Regions from separate parts of the Mus musculus genome. Here region 1 is linked to region 2. A link is a contact called in public ChIA-PET data. All regions are on one chromosome and are shown on one strand. The core of a region is the stretch at or near the end of the contact, and the rest is flanking DNA. Distances in the headings are between cores, read along the strand shown.

Evidence for each region. ChIA-PET counts read pairs in DNA pulled down with a chosen protein or histone mark.
Region 1: a contact with region 2 is called in an RNA polymerase II ChIA-PET map of memory CD8 T cells, with 6 times the contacts expected there. The contact joins two enhancer-like sites. A contact is called at or near these places in 2 of 15 datasets of contacts at CTCF or cohesin (CD8 T cells and large pre-B cells), 3 of 484 Hi-C or Micro-C datasets (CD4 T cells, bone marrow-derived macrophages and embryonic stem cells) and 4 of 115 datasets of contacts at active chromatin or transcription factors (CD8 T cells, bone marrow-derived dendritic cells, memory CD8 T cells and 1 more).

The regions. Positions count from the first base shown.
Region 1 is chr10:96,583,141-96,590,148 of GRCm38.p6, forward strand. Gm33843 (a long non-coding RNA gene) reads right to left here. Exons shown (of 4, transcript XR_380712.2): 3 at 1,930-2,000. Among named protein-coding and RNA genes, the nearest start is that of Gm33843, 12 kb to the right of the region's middle. Within about 2 kb of position 3,066, at least 36 of the 459 cell types and tissues checked have an H3K27ac peak or open chromatin away from gene starts, as enhancers often do. A contact at or near this core is called in CD8 T cells, memory CD8 T cells and regulatory T cells, where this site is marked.
Region 2 is chr10:96,199,022-96,206,505 of GRCm38.p6, forward strand. No RefSeq gene overlaps it. Among named protein-coding and RNA genes, the nearest start is that of Gm40746, 22 kb to the left of the region's middle. Within about 2 kb of position 2,425, at least 87 of the 459 cell types and tissues checked have an H3K27ac peak or open chromatin away from gene starts, as enhancers often do. A contact at or near this core is called in CD8 T cells, memory CD8 T cells and regulatory T cells, where this site is marked.

The sequences.
Region 1 (7,008 bases), core at 1,816-4,315, 380 kb after region 2:
GGAGAATGATTTAGTTTTTTCATCTAGTCTAGTAGAAAACTCGAGTGATGACGTGTACTAATAAAGCCACAGTGACAGCTAATGCATCCAACCTTACCGGGAGAGGCATCAGAGTAGGTTTCAAGTTTTGAGAATTTCATATATGAATGCTGTATTTAAATCATTTCAGGCCTGTTGTGTTCCCCAAACCCCTTCCCAAATTCATGACCTCTTATTCTTTAATTAGTACTGTTACATAGATAGATAGATAGATAGATAGATAGATAGATAGATAGATAGATAGATAGATAGATAGATAGATAGATAGATAGACAGACAGACATACATACAGACAGGTGGATGGATGGATACATACATACATACATACATACATACATACATACATACATACATAGAGATAGATGATAGATAGATAGATAGATAGATAGATAGATAGATAGATAGATAGATAGATAGATAGATAGATTGGAAGAAATAGATGATAGATACATAGATACATAGATAGATAGATGATAGAAATTTGTCATTTAGCATTGCTCATATGTATATGTGTTTAAGGCTGACATGTAAAGAGTGGATCACTGATCAGGGGCTCATTTCTGAAGCTGGCTGTTCCCTCTCTCAACTGTCATTCATTGCTTTTAGATTTTCACCTAGGGTGGGGCCTTATGAGATTTCTCCCACATCTGTGTCAGCATGTCACCTGCATGTCTTATTAGGTGACTGCATTGTTAAGGTTTCATGGGCACAGTTTCCCTGTTGTATATAGAAGACACGATCTTACAGCAGATGCCCTGGGCCTCGGGTTCTTACAACGTTTACGCCCCCTCTTCTTCGATGTTCTCTAAGCCGTTAGTGTAGAACTTATTAACCTCAAATCGCAGGAAGGTCAAACACTGGCAGAACTGACTTTTAAAAGATGTTTTGTTTTGTTTTGTTTTGTTTTGTTTTGTTTTGTTTCGTTTTTTGAGACAGGGTCTTGCTATATAGCCTTAGTTGTCCTGAAACTCACTATTTAGAGCACGGTGACCTCCAACTCACAGAAATCCATCCACCTGCCTCTGCCTCCTAAGTACTGCAATTAAGCACATTGCTGCCACACCCAACTAGAAAGCCTTTTTTTTCCCCCTGGTGCTGGGGTTAGAATCCAGGAACGTATGTATGTCAGGCAGGTGAGCGGTGGAAGCTGACCATTGACCAGACCTTAGCTGCACTTGCTCATGTTACCATTCATACTGCTTTGTTTACCAGGACTCAGTGTCACTAGCATCTAGGAATATCCTCTGAACAATGATATTAGATGTATTTCTGGAGCTGCTGAGACCACTGACTGGTAGAGTGTTTGCTTAGCATGTTCAGTTAGGTTAGAAAGAACAAAAGCAGATTTATTATCAAAATACACATTATTTTTAAGCTAAGGCCTTATGCATCCCAGGCTGCCCTTAAACTTGTGTTCCTCTGATTCTACCTCCCAGGAGCAGGCATGCATCACCATAGCCAATTTATGTAGTGTTAGAGATGGGACACAAAGCTTGGTGCCTGCCTAGCATGCCATTTGTTTGATTGATTTTGTTTGTTTGTTTTGTTGTTTTCTGTTTGGTTTGGTTTAGTTTTCGCCTAAATCAGCAAAAACAAAACAAAGGATGCACTGTAATACTATTCTGACTATATAAAGAGTTAAAAGCTAGCATGGGCTATATAAAACCTGCCTCAAAAAGGAATTTATTGCTTTGGTAATAAATCTCTCTCTCTCTCTCTCTCTCTCTCTCTCTCTCTCTCTCTCTCTCTCTCTCTCTCTCCCTCCCTCCCTCTCTCTCTCTCTCTCTCTCTCTCTCTCTCTCTCTCACACACACACACACACACACACACACACACACACACATATTTCTCTTTATGAAAGTGTTGATGACCAGATAAAACAAAGCTTACCTTGATTAATCATGGTGTTAGGGATGCAATCTACTGCTCATGGTGTGCTTCTATGTCAATATGTATGTTGCCTGCCATCAAACAAAATTAAGATGGTAAAAAAAAATAAAACGTCAACACTAGCCAAACCCACATGATTCTAAAAGCCAGAAAACCCAAACCACACTGACTTAAGCCCAAAAGAATCTAGTGGCAAAAAGAACTAACATTCAAATATAGATGCTATATAACATAACTGAAGCCACGGGCCCAGAGATGACCACAAGGTCTGGCTTGCCCTGTCTTCACCTCTCGGTTGAGATTGCCTTCTCTGGGGCTGGTTGTATTCTGGGGTACTCTGTCGCATGGAGCCAACAGCAGCTACACTCTAACTTTTCTATCTCTTCCAATAAGTTACCAATTTCAGCATAGTGATGCTGGCAGAGATAATTCTGTGGGCCTTGACAGAACACCTGCATCCTACATGTGCTCCTTCTGAGCCAAGGACTGTACAACTGAACAGGGTGACAAGGACTGATCCAATGCAAACAATATGGACTGAGAACAGAAACACTCAAGGAAATAACAGGGAAATGCTCCCTGATGGGGAGATGGTTCAGTTGCTAAAGCCCTTGCCACACATCCTTGAGAGATAAAGTTCAGATCACCATAATCCATATAAAAAGCCTGGTGGGAATGGCAGGCCCTCTGTAAACATGAGAGAGAAAAAGGAATGGGGGACAGAGTGAAAAATCCCCAGCATTCAATCATTAGCCAGACTATCTGAAATGGTAAACTGAGTTCAGCAGGTGACCCTACCTCAACATATAAGGATGAGGTGTGACCTAGGAAGATACTTGACCACAACCTCAGACCTACACATACTCAAACACATGCATTCATGGGTGTGCACCTGTACACACACATTCACCACACACAAACACATACACACCCATGCATGCACACTACACGCCTACATTAAAATTGTTTTTGTTGGGGTTGTTTCATCAAACACAGGAGAAATATCCTTTAGGCAACTGAAGACTATAGATATCTACAGAAACCACTGTATATATTTGAGGTGTGACTCTGTAGTACACTAGCTTACTGTACTAGAGTCCTTGTCTCAAAAAAAAAAAAAAAAAGTGTAGGGGCAGGAAGATGTGGAGGGTGGGGTGGTGGTAAAGGGCTGCTATGAAAGTCTGGCATCCTCCGCTGAGCCCTACAAGTCATGTAAAAGTGGAAAAAAAGAACTGATCCCACAAAGCTGTTCCCTGAGCCCCACTTGTGTATTCTGGCTTGTGTATGCTCAGACATATATGTGTAAATACACACACACACATATATATATACATATATACACACACATATACATATATATATACCAGACTCGGGCCAATTCAGTGCTTAGGGGGAGCCTGCTTTCTTAAGTAGAATCTAACACATGGCTGCTGCATCCTGCTGTGTGTTTGAGAAAAATGTGATTATTATGTCCTTTTGTTTGCCTTTTAAACCTGCTTTTTTCATTTCTCTCCCCCCCCCCCCGCCCTCCACAGCAAAGACAAACTCTAGCCCAGAAACCAAATAAGAAACTGTTTACATGGTTGGAGAATGTATTTATAGGAGCCTAGACTGGGTGGTGGGTCCTGGAAAAGCATTGCCCGGAGTCCTGGGGAGACACAACAGCCCTTTTCAGCTGTATGAAATGAGAGGTTTTCATCCCCCCCCCCCCAGGAAACTTGTTAAGTCTGGTCTGCAGATGGCTGACATTTAGGTCCTGTCTTATATTTGCTGGAGACTTCCTAGATGAAATCTTGAGGTTAAATGTATAAATAATATGAAAGGAAGTAAATGTTTGAGGTTAATGTTTGAAGAAAGGCCAGGGAGGGGACTTTTTGCTAAAACTTTTTGAAAAGCTATTTAGCTTCCTGCAGATTGGTTTAGTAACCCCAGGTAAGGGACTTTTGCTAACTAAGTTTTCTCGGATTTTATGTGACTGTGAAAATGTTGCTTCTAATCAAAAGCAGAGAGACCTCAAGCTGTTTGATTGGCTGCCCTATTTCACTGGTGCTGGTCATATCTTGTGCTGTGCAGTATGACCACGCAAACCAAGGTATTTGGAAAAATCGAAACCATAGGAAAAAAGAGCCCTCCGTGGTAGCATTTAGAGATTGAAAACTGGCAAATCCGCTCATGGCGGTACGCTAACTGACTACCAGGAAATTTTAGAGACGGTTGCTTCCATGGGACTAACAATAAGTGCATTGCAGAGTCCCTACGATGCTGTTTTCTCAAATCTCAGCTTTACTATTCTATCAGTCATCTGTTGGGAATGTGTGCATGTAAAAACAGGAACTCGGGGAAAATGGCAAGAAGTTTTCTCATAACAGAACTACTTCTTGAGTTGATATGAAGCTACAGACTGTAGGTAAGCTTTGGTTATAAACAATAGCGAGAGGAGGAGAAAAAAAAAAAAAGAGGATGGGCTGGAGAGTTGGTACCATGGTTAAAAGCATGCTCCTCTTATAGAGGGTACAAGTTCAGTTTCCAGCACTGTATAGGGTGGCTCACAAGTGCCTGTGAATCCCCAGGGTATCTGATGCCTCTGGTATCTGTGACACCTGCATTCATACACACATACACACACAGACACACACACACACACAGAGAGAGAGAGAGAGAGCGCACACACAGAGAGAGAGAGAGAGAGAGAGAGAGAGAGAGCGCACACACACACACACACAGAGAGAGAGAGAGAGAGATGCATGCACACACTCATGTAAAAATGAATCTTGGGCTGGAGAGATGGCTCAGTGGTTAAGAGAACCGACTGCTCTTCCGAAGGTCCTGAGTTCAAATCCCAGCAACCACATGGTGGCTCACAACCACCCGTAATGAGATCTGACACCCTCTTCTGGTGCATCTGAAGACAGCTACAGTGTACTCACATATAATAAAATAAATAAATCTTTAAAAAATAATAATAATAAATCTTAAGAGTCTTGACTATTTTAGACCTAAATTAACCTCAGGAGCTGGGAAGATGGCTCAGTGTGTATGAGAATTTACTGTACAAACATGAGGACCTGAATTCAAAACTCCAGAACCCATGTGAGGAGCTGTTGACTATGGTGTGGTTACACCTATATTCCGTGAGGCGGAAGAGACATGAGGATCACTAGGGTTTGCTGGATACCAAACAACTCCAGTTGCAGAAAGAAACCCTGGCTCAAGAAAATAAGGCAGAGGGGATAGAACAGAACAGCTGGCATCCTCTGGCCTCCACATGCACCCAGCACACACAGGTACATACATCAGACATAAACCACATAGTCGCTCTGTCTATCACATGTGTGTGAGCACACACACAAACAGAAACTAGGACCTATCGCACAGTTATCTGGGTTATTTCCTGACACAGTAACCCCTTGTCCGCAGTTTCAGTTTACATTCTGTGCTGTTTTCTGCATGGCTGGCTCTCTCGGAACCCACGTGAGATTGTTTCTTGGCCACCAGTTGAGATGGGCTGTGAAAATATCACGGTAGTTATGTTCAAGTAACCCTTGCTTTGCTTAAGTCCCTCAAGCACAAGAGGAGTGTTGCTGGCTACTAGGATGTGCCAAAGAGAAGCCATACACTACTTCCTTTAACTCAAACGGAGACTCGGTAAGAGTTCCATATGACTTGAGGTTTCAAACAGCCACTGGGAAGGTCTGGGACATATCCCCTAATGGTGAGGGGGACCGTGATTATGAAGAACAGAGATATGTCGATGCAATGGATCTTCAAGCATGTCGCTTACATGATTTGAATCACTAAGATGATGACGCTAGAGCAGTAAATGTCTATGATGTGCATATAGATCAGTGACGGTCTTTAGGAATCCTTAGCACTTATTAAACACATCATGAGAGGTTTGAGGATTTACACAGGACACAGAAGAACAAGCATAAAGTGGCAGCTTTGATTATGCAGGAAGGATATGGTCTGACATTTCAGGCCAGCAGAAGCCATATACATGAATCAGCGTATGAGGTCTTTTAGACCTCAGCCCTATAGTCAGTCCTACACATAGAAAAACTGATACAGTTCTGGCATGGATGAGAAAAGATCTGGCATCGATCACTACATAGAGACGATGAGCAGCTATCAAGTTATTACTGCATAGAAAATCAAAATGTCCCTGCATAAGGGCATACAGCCAGGAGAACACTTTACCTGGAGTCTCATCCAACAAAGATGACAAAGCAGCAACTTTGTTGTACTCTCACTGGGATCCCAACAAAGCAGAGTAAAAGATTCTGCTACACTTTGACCATCAGGCTTGCTGCCTGCATTTAAAGCAAGTTGCCAAAATTAGCTATGAAATAGAAGAAAATCAGCATCATCTGTTGCTGTTAGATGGAGCAGAAGGGCTACCAAGAAAGCCAAAGGAGGCTTTCTGCTGTGAAGCTAAATCATATGTTTGGGATGCTAACAGGTAGTTGGTAAGTGCATGGGTTGCCACAGAACTCAGAGGCAGAAATGGCCACACTGTACCTACACATACCATGCTAAGCTTCATTGACTGGGCTTTATTTACTATCTGTTACTTGAGTTCACATTCTACCTTTGGACATTGACCTCTGGGCTCCACATAGATACACACACACACACACACACACACACACACACACACACACAAGCACATACATGATAGGGATACATCTCAGTGGTAGAGTACTTGCCTAACATGGATGAAGCCCTATGTTCAATTTCTGATCACAGTAAATTCTCTAACACCATCCTCAATTATCAAATAAGAGCCGTGATTGGTGCATAGCTTGGTGTATGACATCATTAGCTTGGAGTATGACATCGTACTTTCGTTCAGTCTTTGGGAATCTACAAGACAAAATGAATTTGCAATTCTTTAGATAGCTACAGTGATGCATTTGTTGTTTCTTGGGGTTGCCACAGCAACTTACCACAAGTCAGATGATTTCAAACAACAGCAATTTATTCTCATGGTTTTGGAGACAAGAAGTCTACAGTCAGAATGTGTCAGTGGGGCCACATATGGTGACAGTCTTCCGTAATTCCCCTCTTTCCTGGAATTCT
Region 2 (7,484 bases), core at 1,175-3,674:
CCTGCCTTAACCACTTGATAACATGTGAAAAGGAACAAAAGGGCTTCTAACACTAGAAAAAATTCAAGGCCAAACATATTCCACTTTACTTCTGATAGACTGTCTTGAATTTCCTTAGAAAGTTCAAGATCAGACTTACCTCGTAAAGCTGTACTCACTGGTACTCTCGTTCCCCAGCTGAAAAGTTCTGAATTCATACAGTTGAATCCTTCTTAACAGTCTGCTTTACGGGAACCTTTATTACCGCGACCCGCAGTTCTGGTTCTGGAATGAGGGATCTTCCTTGCGCCAGTCCCGAGTTTTTTCTCGTCCCGGAATTCGGCACCAATTGTTATTAGACGCGTTCTCACGCCCGGCCAGGAAGAACACCACAGACCAGAATCTTCTGCGGCAAAGCTTTATTGCTTACATCTTCAGGAGCCAGAGTGCAAGAAGCAAGAGAGCAAGAAGCAAGAGAGAGAGAAAACGAAACCCCGTCCCTATTAAGGAGAATTCTCCTTCGCCTAGGACGTGTCACTCCCTGATTGGCTGCAGCCCATCGGCCGAGTTGACGTCACGGGGAAGGCAGAGCACATGGAGTAGAGAACCACCCTCGGCATATGCGCAGATTATTTGTTTACCACTTAGAACACAGCTGTCAGCGCCATCTTGTAACGGCGAATGTGGGCGCGGCTCCCAACACTAAACTTTAATTGTTAAGATATAGCTAGTTCCTGCTAAACATCCCTGACCACTCAACTGTAGAAGTGGCCACTCCCCACCCCCACCCCCACCCCAACACCTCTCTGAGACCTCACATGGCTACTTGGTTCTTCTCCCTCCAAAGTATAGCCAACTCTCCTCTCTTGCATACTGGCCTCATATATGGACTGATTAGAGGGAACATAGCATCCGGAGACCTAGAGCTTAGGGAGAAGATGACCTCAACTCTTTCAAGGCACCTTCTCAAGAACTGGTCCCTTTGGGTCTTGTAGAAAACTAATATACAAAAACTCCTCTCTTGCCAGGACCACTGTAATGTCAAGCAGCCCGCCTCTCTGACCCAGAACTAATGCAGTGTATGGAAGACCACCTCTCTCACCAAAACCACTAGAATGGATGGCAGAACATATGGTGGCATAATGCACGTACAGGTACCAAACAAATGTGTTACCACTCAATGCCATTACCACTCAGGGCAAAGAATACAACATGGGAAACACCCCCAGAAACTGTTGGAGTGTCTTTTTCTCTGGAGATAGTCCTTGTCCAGATTGTTTGGGGATGAATTCTCTCTCTCTCTCTCTCTCTCTCTCTCTCTCTATATATATATATATATATATATATATATATATATATATACATATATATATATACACACATACATATATATACATACATATACATATACATATACATATACATATACATATACATATATATATATATATATATTGTGTGTGTGTGTGTGTGTGTGTTCGTGTGTGTTGATACCTTATTAATAAATACCAGAGTTTGTTTAGGCTTACTTCTTATGCATTTTATTCCATTCCACAAAAGAAGACTCTACAACCAAACTGCGGAGCATGGAAAAGCAGTGAATCCAAGTGTCTCAATGCCTTTTTCCCCCCTTGCTGGCTGTATGGATTTCCGAAGCATGTGTGTTCTTTCCTTATTGTGCAGATAACAGCATCTACCCCTAGTGTTCTTTATGGGGGTGAGAGGTAAGACACCTCACACATTTATTGTCAGGTGGGCAAGCTCGGGAACTTCCTGCTAGAGAGGCTGCCTAGAGGTGTATGTGAGTGAGGTCTTCCTTTGCTAGTTCTGATGCCCAGTGATGCTTCTGTCAGTTCCACCCACCTCTGAGATGACTGAGTTCTACGGTATGCAATGTAACCAGTTCAGGCGCGCTCGTGCATGCGTGCGTGCGTGCGTGCGTGCGTGCGTGCGTGTGTGTGTGTGTGTGTGTGTGTGTGAAGGGGTTAAACATTTGGCAGACAGCAGTCATGAAGTAAATGCCAGAGACTGAATAAAGGACTTATTTCCCTTGCTTGCTGCTCGTAGAGCATGTCATCTGCTAGCAGGGGTGACACACGTGACAGGCATCAGAATGTGGGTCCTGTAAGAAGGCGGATGGCACACTGGGTAAGAATTCTAGGAGCACAGCTCATTGAGCAGTAGGACGCTTGCCCACTGAAGGCAGGAGCCTAAGTCTATTCTCAAGAACTGTAATCAAAAATGTTCCAATCCGACTCTCGACTTCCTGAGGGGGATGTCGATCGACTTCTCCTTCGGTTCCCCTGTCTGTAAAACGAAGACAAACAGTTTCTACCTCCGAGAAATGAGAGTAAACGAAGGCAGCTTGCTTAGAACAGAGCCCAGGGCGTGGTGCGGACGTCGGCTGTTATTGCTGTTGCTGAGAAAGAGGAAAGATAAAAGGCAGGGTGACTGTTGACAGGAAACTGGGCTTCCCGGGAGAGCGTTCATCTGTGCAGTGCTCTGAGGCCACGGTGCCTTTGTGGTGGATTGCTTCTTCACTGGGGCCATTCCCAGCAGCTGCCACCTCTTCGGAGTCACCTCCCTGCCTTCAGCACCTGCGCATCTAACCCTCACATCACCTTTAGATGCTGTTTTTCTCCGTCAAGGCTTTGAGTAGTCCGTCTAACACGGTTAGACACTCAATGTGGATTTGAAGCGCTGCATACCTTTAGCAGATTGAGGGCCACAGGCACAGGTGCAAAGGGTGTCATTTCAGATGAGGAACAGATAGACATGTAGGACGAATCAACGAATAGAGGTGTAGGTGTGGCGTAGGTTTCCCGAAGTTCATCCCAGCAATGGACTAAAAGAAGTTTTCTTTTCTCTCTCTCTCTCTCTCTCTCTCTCTCTCTCTCTCTCTCTCTCTCTCTCTCTCCCCCCCTCTCTCTCTCTCTCTCTCTCTCTCTCTCTCTCTCTCTCTTTCTTTCTTTTTTTTGACAATATGTGCGCGTCAGCTTTCTCTCTTCAGAGGCTAACCCTCACTGTGACGTTAAGGTGGCTTACACTTAGCTGATGATTGAGCAGAGCAAGCCTGGCTCCTGGGGCCCATCTGGGAGCAGGCCAGTCCTGTTCATCACTAAGTCCTGCCTTCCCTCTGGGTGGCCTGGATGAAGGCAGAGTGGTGGCTTCTGAACGGAACCTTCAGTAGGCACAGGGGACCTGAAGTCAGTGCCTGAGACCCGGCCTGGCAGCCAGATGCTCTCCCAGAGCTGAGTCTCACAGTGTGGCCGGAACAGTGATTCCTCATATAGTTTGGATGTTAACCCTTTGCTCACTAAATGGTTGGCAAATACCTTCTGAGTGTACTGTTGTCAAAATGTCTCCCTTGCCTATCATTAAATTAAGAACAAATTCTCAAATTCTAGAGTTGTAAGTGTTTTGAAACCAACCAACCAACCAACCAACCAAACAAAAAACCTTCTTCGGAAACTGCTTCTTGCAGGCTTGCATATTTTATTTTGCTTTTAAAAGATTGTTCTTCTTAAATTATTTTTATGTATGTGCATGTATTTGTATACTGTGTTTAACCAGTGTATACCAGTGCCTGAAGAGACTGGGTAAGGGTGTCAGAACCCTTAAAGGTGGAATTATAGGTTGCCCTTCATGGGATCTAGGAACTGAATGGGTCCTCTGGAAGAGCAGTTATCCCTTTTAACTGCTAATATACCTTGCCAGCCCCTCCAACCTTTATTTTGAGAAAAAAAGACAATGATTCGAAATGTCACCAACAAAGACGGTAAATGTTAAGCCATGTATCAAAGGAGACCCCCAGGAAAGTGTTTCAAACACTAGTGGATTGGAAAGCTGGGTTGCTCTGTTTGTCTCCTATTAGGTCACTTGTGCAATAATATTTTTTTTCTTTCAAAGAAACATGAGAAATTAGCTTCACTGGGATAGTACCTCATGGGCTCAAATTCTATTTATAAAGCCCTCCTCTGCCAGAGTTCAAAGGGCTTAGTGGATGGCTTCTAACAAACTTACAAAATCCATAAACAGTGGGTTTGGTGACTGTAGAAGACTTGGAGGGCAAGAGTCATTGCTGTGTTCCTGGTTTCTACAACAGTCACATGTCACCCCTCCCAGGCCAGCACATCCCTGCAGTGGCTGGGAACAAACTTTGTGTTTCCTAAGACCAAAGCTGCTTGTCCCCTTGATGGCTGCATCACATTTCACCAAGGATATCTCCCCCATCCATTCTATTTACTTGAACAAGTTTTCAACTAATTTCAGCTCATTTTCCCCCTTATTTGTCAACTAGCTGTATGGGTAAATGGTACCAGCAATCTATGTATTGAATAAGACATGTTCAAACTTAAACATCAAAAAAGAATATAGATGTTGGTTTTCACTGGGAAAAACTTTTGTTGTAGTCTGAAAATTTATACATGGAGTATATTGCAAATTGATTTTTAGGATTTATTTTTAGGTCAATATTGTCTGAATCTATATTCATCAATGTTATAAGGATAGGAGAAAATTCAGTTGTAGAGAAATTTGGGTGGCTTCCATATATATTGGGACACTTTAAACACTGACATTTTTAATAGTAGCACAATGAGTCAGTTTTATTTCTGCTTGGTTTGAAGGTTTTATCCCCCAGAAGACCTCTGTTGGGAAGTGAGTTCCTGAGTGAGCCATGGTGGGCTGTAGGGCTAAGGAGGAGATGCTGGGTACCTTAATGGAGCCCTCAGGGATAGATTAATGCAGTTATCATGGGAGTAGGTTAGTTGTCGCCATAGAAAGCTGCTACTACCAAGGGAGTTTACCTTTTCCATGCTTCAGTTCTCTCTCACATACCTGCTTACCTTTCCATCACATGCAGCTGCCCTGATTTGGACTTCCCAGCCTCTAAAGATAATCATGTCCGAGGCTTCTGTGGGTACCATGGCTAACAGAGCATCTTTCTTTGGGAGGCCAGAAGGTAGTTCAGTTCAAAAGCACTGCATAGCTGGTGTTGGTTCAGACTTCAGGACTCTAACCTTGAATAGTTTATTTTAGGCATATTAAGCACAGCCCAATTACCTTTCCTGGTGATAATAACTCAGTTCCATGTGTACAGTAAGGCTTCAGATGTAACTGCCCTGAGATTCTCTGTGCAGTCCATGTGACACTTTCCATAAGGAAGTGTTCTATGGCTTGACTGAAAAACAAGACAGAACAAAACAAAACAAAACAAAACAACAACCAAAACCAAACTCATGATAAGGGTCTGGAGGAGGATCTACTGTGGTCTTGGCCACACAGATAGCGAAAAGATCACCAGGCTAATAACCACATCTGCTCTCTGCCTTCTGGGCAGATAACGGGGTATGTGTCTCTTCGCTTGACGGGAAAAAACTGTGTGTCTAACATTTCTGGTTCCCCTGGTGCTTATCTGTAAGCACAAGAACCACTGTACCTCCTACACTGCCTCCTTTCTTATTTTATTTTTTTTAAAGAGGAAACTGTGGCTGTGATAGGTGCAAGGTTGAAAGCATTGCCTTCATGGCTAGTCTAGCTCATAGAGGCAAGCACGCCAGAATCACAAGAACAGTAGACAGAGAATCAAGGAAAGGGGAAAGTAGTCATAACCACGATGGCCATGCGAAGGTTATTGAGAGATTTTGTTTATCTCTTTATGCAGATTATTAATATGGCCACGGATTGCATGAAAGAAATCTGACAGATGCATTTTAAGCCACACATACTAAGAAATAGTTGACAGCCGACATTATGCTTGAGCAACAGTCTATCCTAGCTCTATTTTGCAAAACTGTAGTTAATTCTCCTATCTCTTGATTAATTTCGGCTATTATTTTCACTGCAATATTAGTAGTTTTACTAGTAATACAGGTCATTTTTGAGACCTCTCTTTGTTTCCTAGTAACAGCTCCTGGAACTGGTAATTAAAAAAAGAAATCCTTAGCATGGCAAAACAAAATCATTCTATCTCCTTCCTATTACAGGTGTGCCTTCATCCCTCCTCCCAAAACAGGGATTTGGATTCTGCATTGACAAGCTGAGAATTAATATGTAATAGAGTTAGTAAACATAGCAGCATAATTTTGGGATCCAATAGTGTTATGTCTTTGACCTTATGTCATTGATGATGAGAGATGTCTTCCTCTTGGGACATCTCGGGATGGATTTCTTGTCTATAGTCAGATGCTTCTTTTGTGTGGTCTCTGGGATGCATCAGGGTGGGAGGCGTCTGGGACTTTGCTCATTTTCTGGGAGGACAGAAGCATAACTTTACCCTGATGTTAGAAAAACACTGGGTCCTTTCAATAGATTGGTTTCTAGATCTTTGCATTTAACATATACTTTAGGCTGTTTCTCCTTTTGGGCAAAATACCTTAGGGCAGCAGAAAAATTAGCCTTTAAAGGGGAAGAAAAGCTATGCTAAAAGCTATGGTAAATTTAGCATAATCAATGGGGATTTAGGTAGGCGTATATGCTCCCTTTTTATTTTTAAAATTTGCCATCTAAGTATTTGATGGTGCTGTTCCACAGTAGCTTGACCCTAAGATTGTAAGGGACTCCAATAATGTGATTATTTATATTGTAAAATTCCTTAAATCGTTTGCTAGTATAAGCAGGACATTATAAGTTTTCAGCTGTAATGGGAGTCCCAGAAAGGAAATGTATAAAGAACTATTTGACAAAGTTAAGTTCCAGATATGACACAATGGTATTTTTCTAGGAGCCCCTAGGGCCCCATGCCATGCCTGGGGCTCTGTGGCTGCCTAGTTAGGGAGAGGCACGGTGCATGCCTGTAGTACACTCCAAGCACATGTCTCTACACCTGACATCAGAGAGGGCCCCAGACACAGAGAGCCCTAGTTCCAGATGTCAAGGTGATGTGAGAGCCATCTACTGCTACTTATGTGCTAGACACTTGGAACATTCTATAAAATATGCCTTCAATCAAGGATAGGCTCTTGTGGTAAACAAACAAACAAACAAAACAAAAACAAAACAAAAAACAAAAAACCCAAAAAACCAAAACCTTTATTCTTTGTAAGTTACTCCGCCTCTTGCATTCTGTTAAAGCAATGCAAAATAACTAACACATCCACCAAATTTGCCAAGGTTACCAAGTTGCACCATGTGTCAGAAGAACCAACTGTGTCTTCCTATGGAGTCTGTGAGCACAGAAATGCTACAGAAAGGACATTTGACAATGTAAATAAAATTGAAAATGTGACAATCCTGTGCCTCAATAATGTCCTGTCGAGTAATCAATCCCAGGAAACTAATTATGAATATGCTTCATGATTTTTCCAGCTCAGGATGTTCATCACAGCAGTGTTTACAACAGTAAAGCAGCAAATAGCTCATGGGTCAAATACAATATATTAAGAAGGCTAAAGTAGAATCATGTCATTGGCTCCTACATAACCATTAAGTTGAGAGTACACTGTGCCATACCATACCATATCATACCATATCATGCCATGCCATGCCATGCCATAGCATAGCAT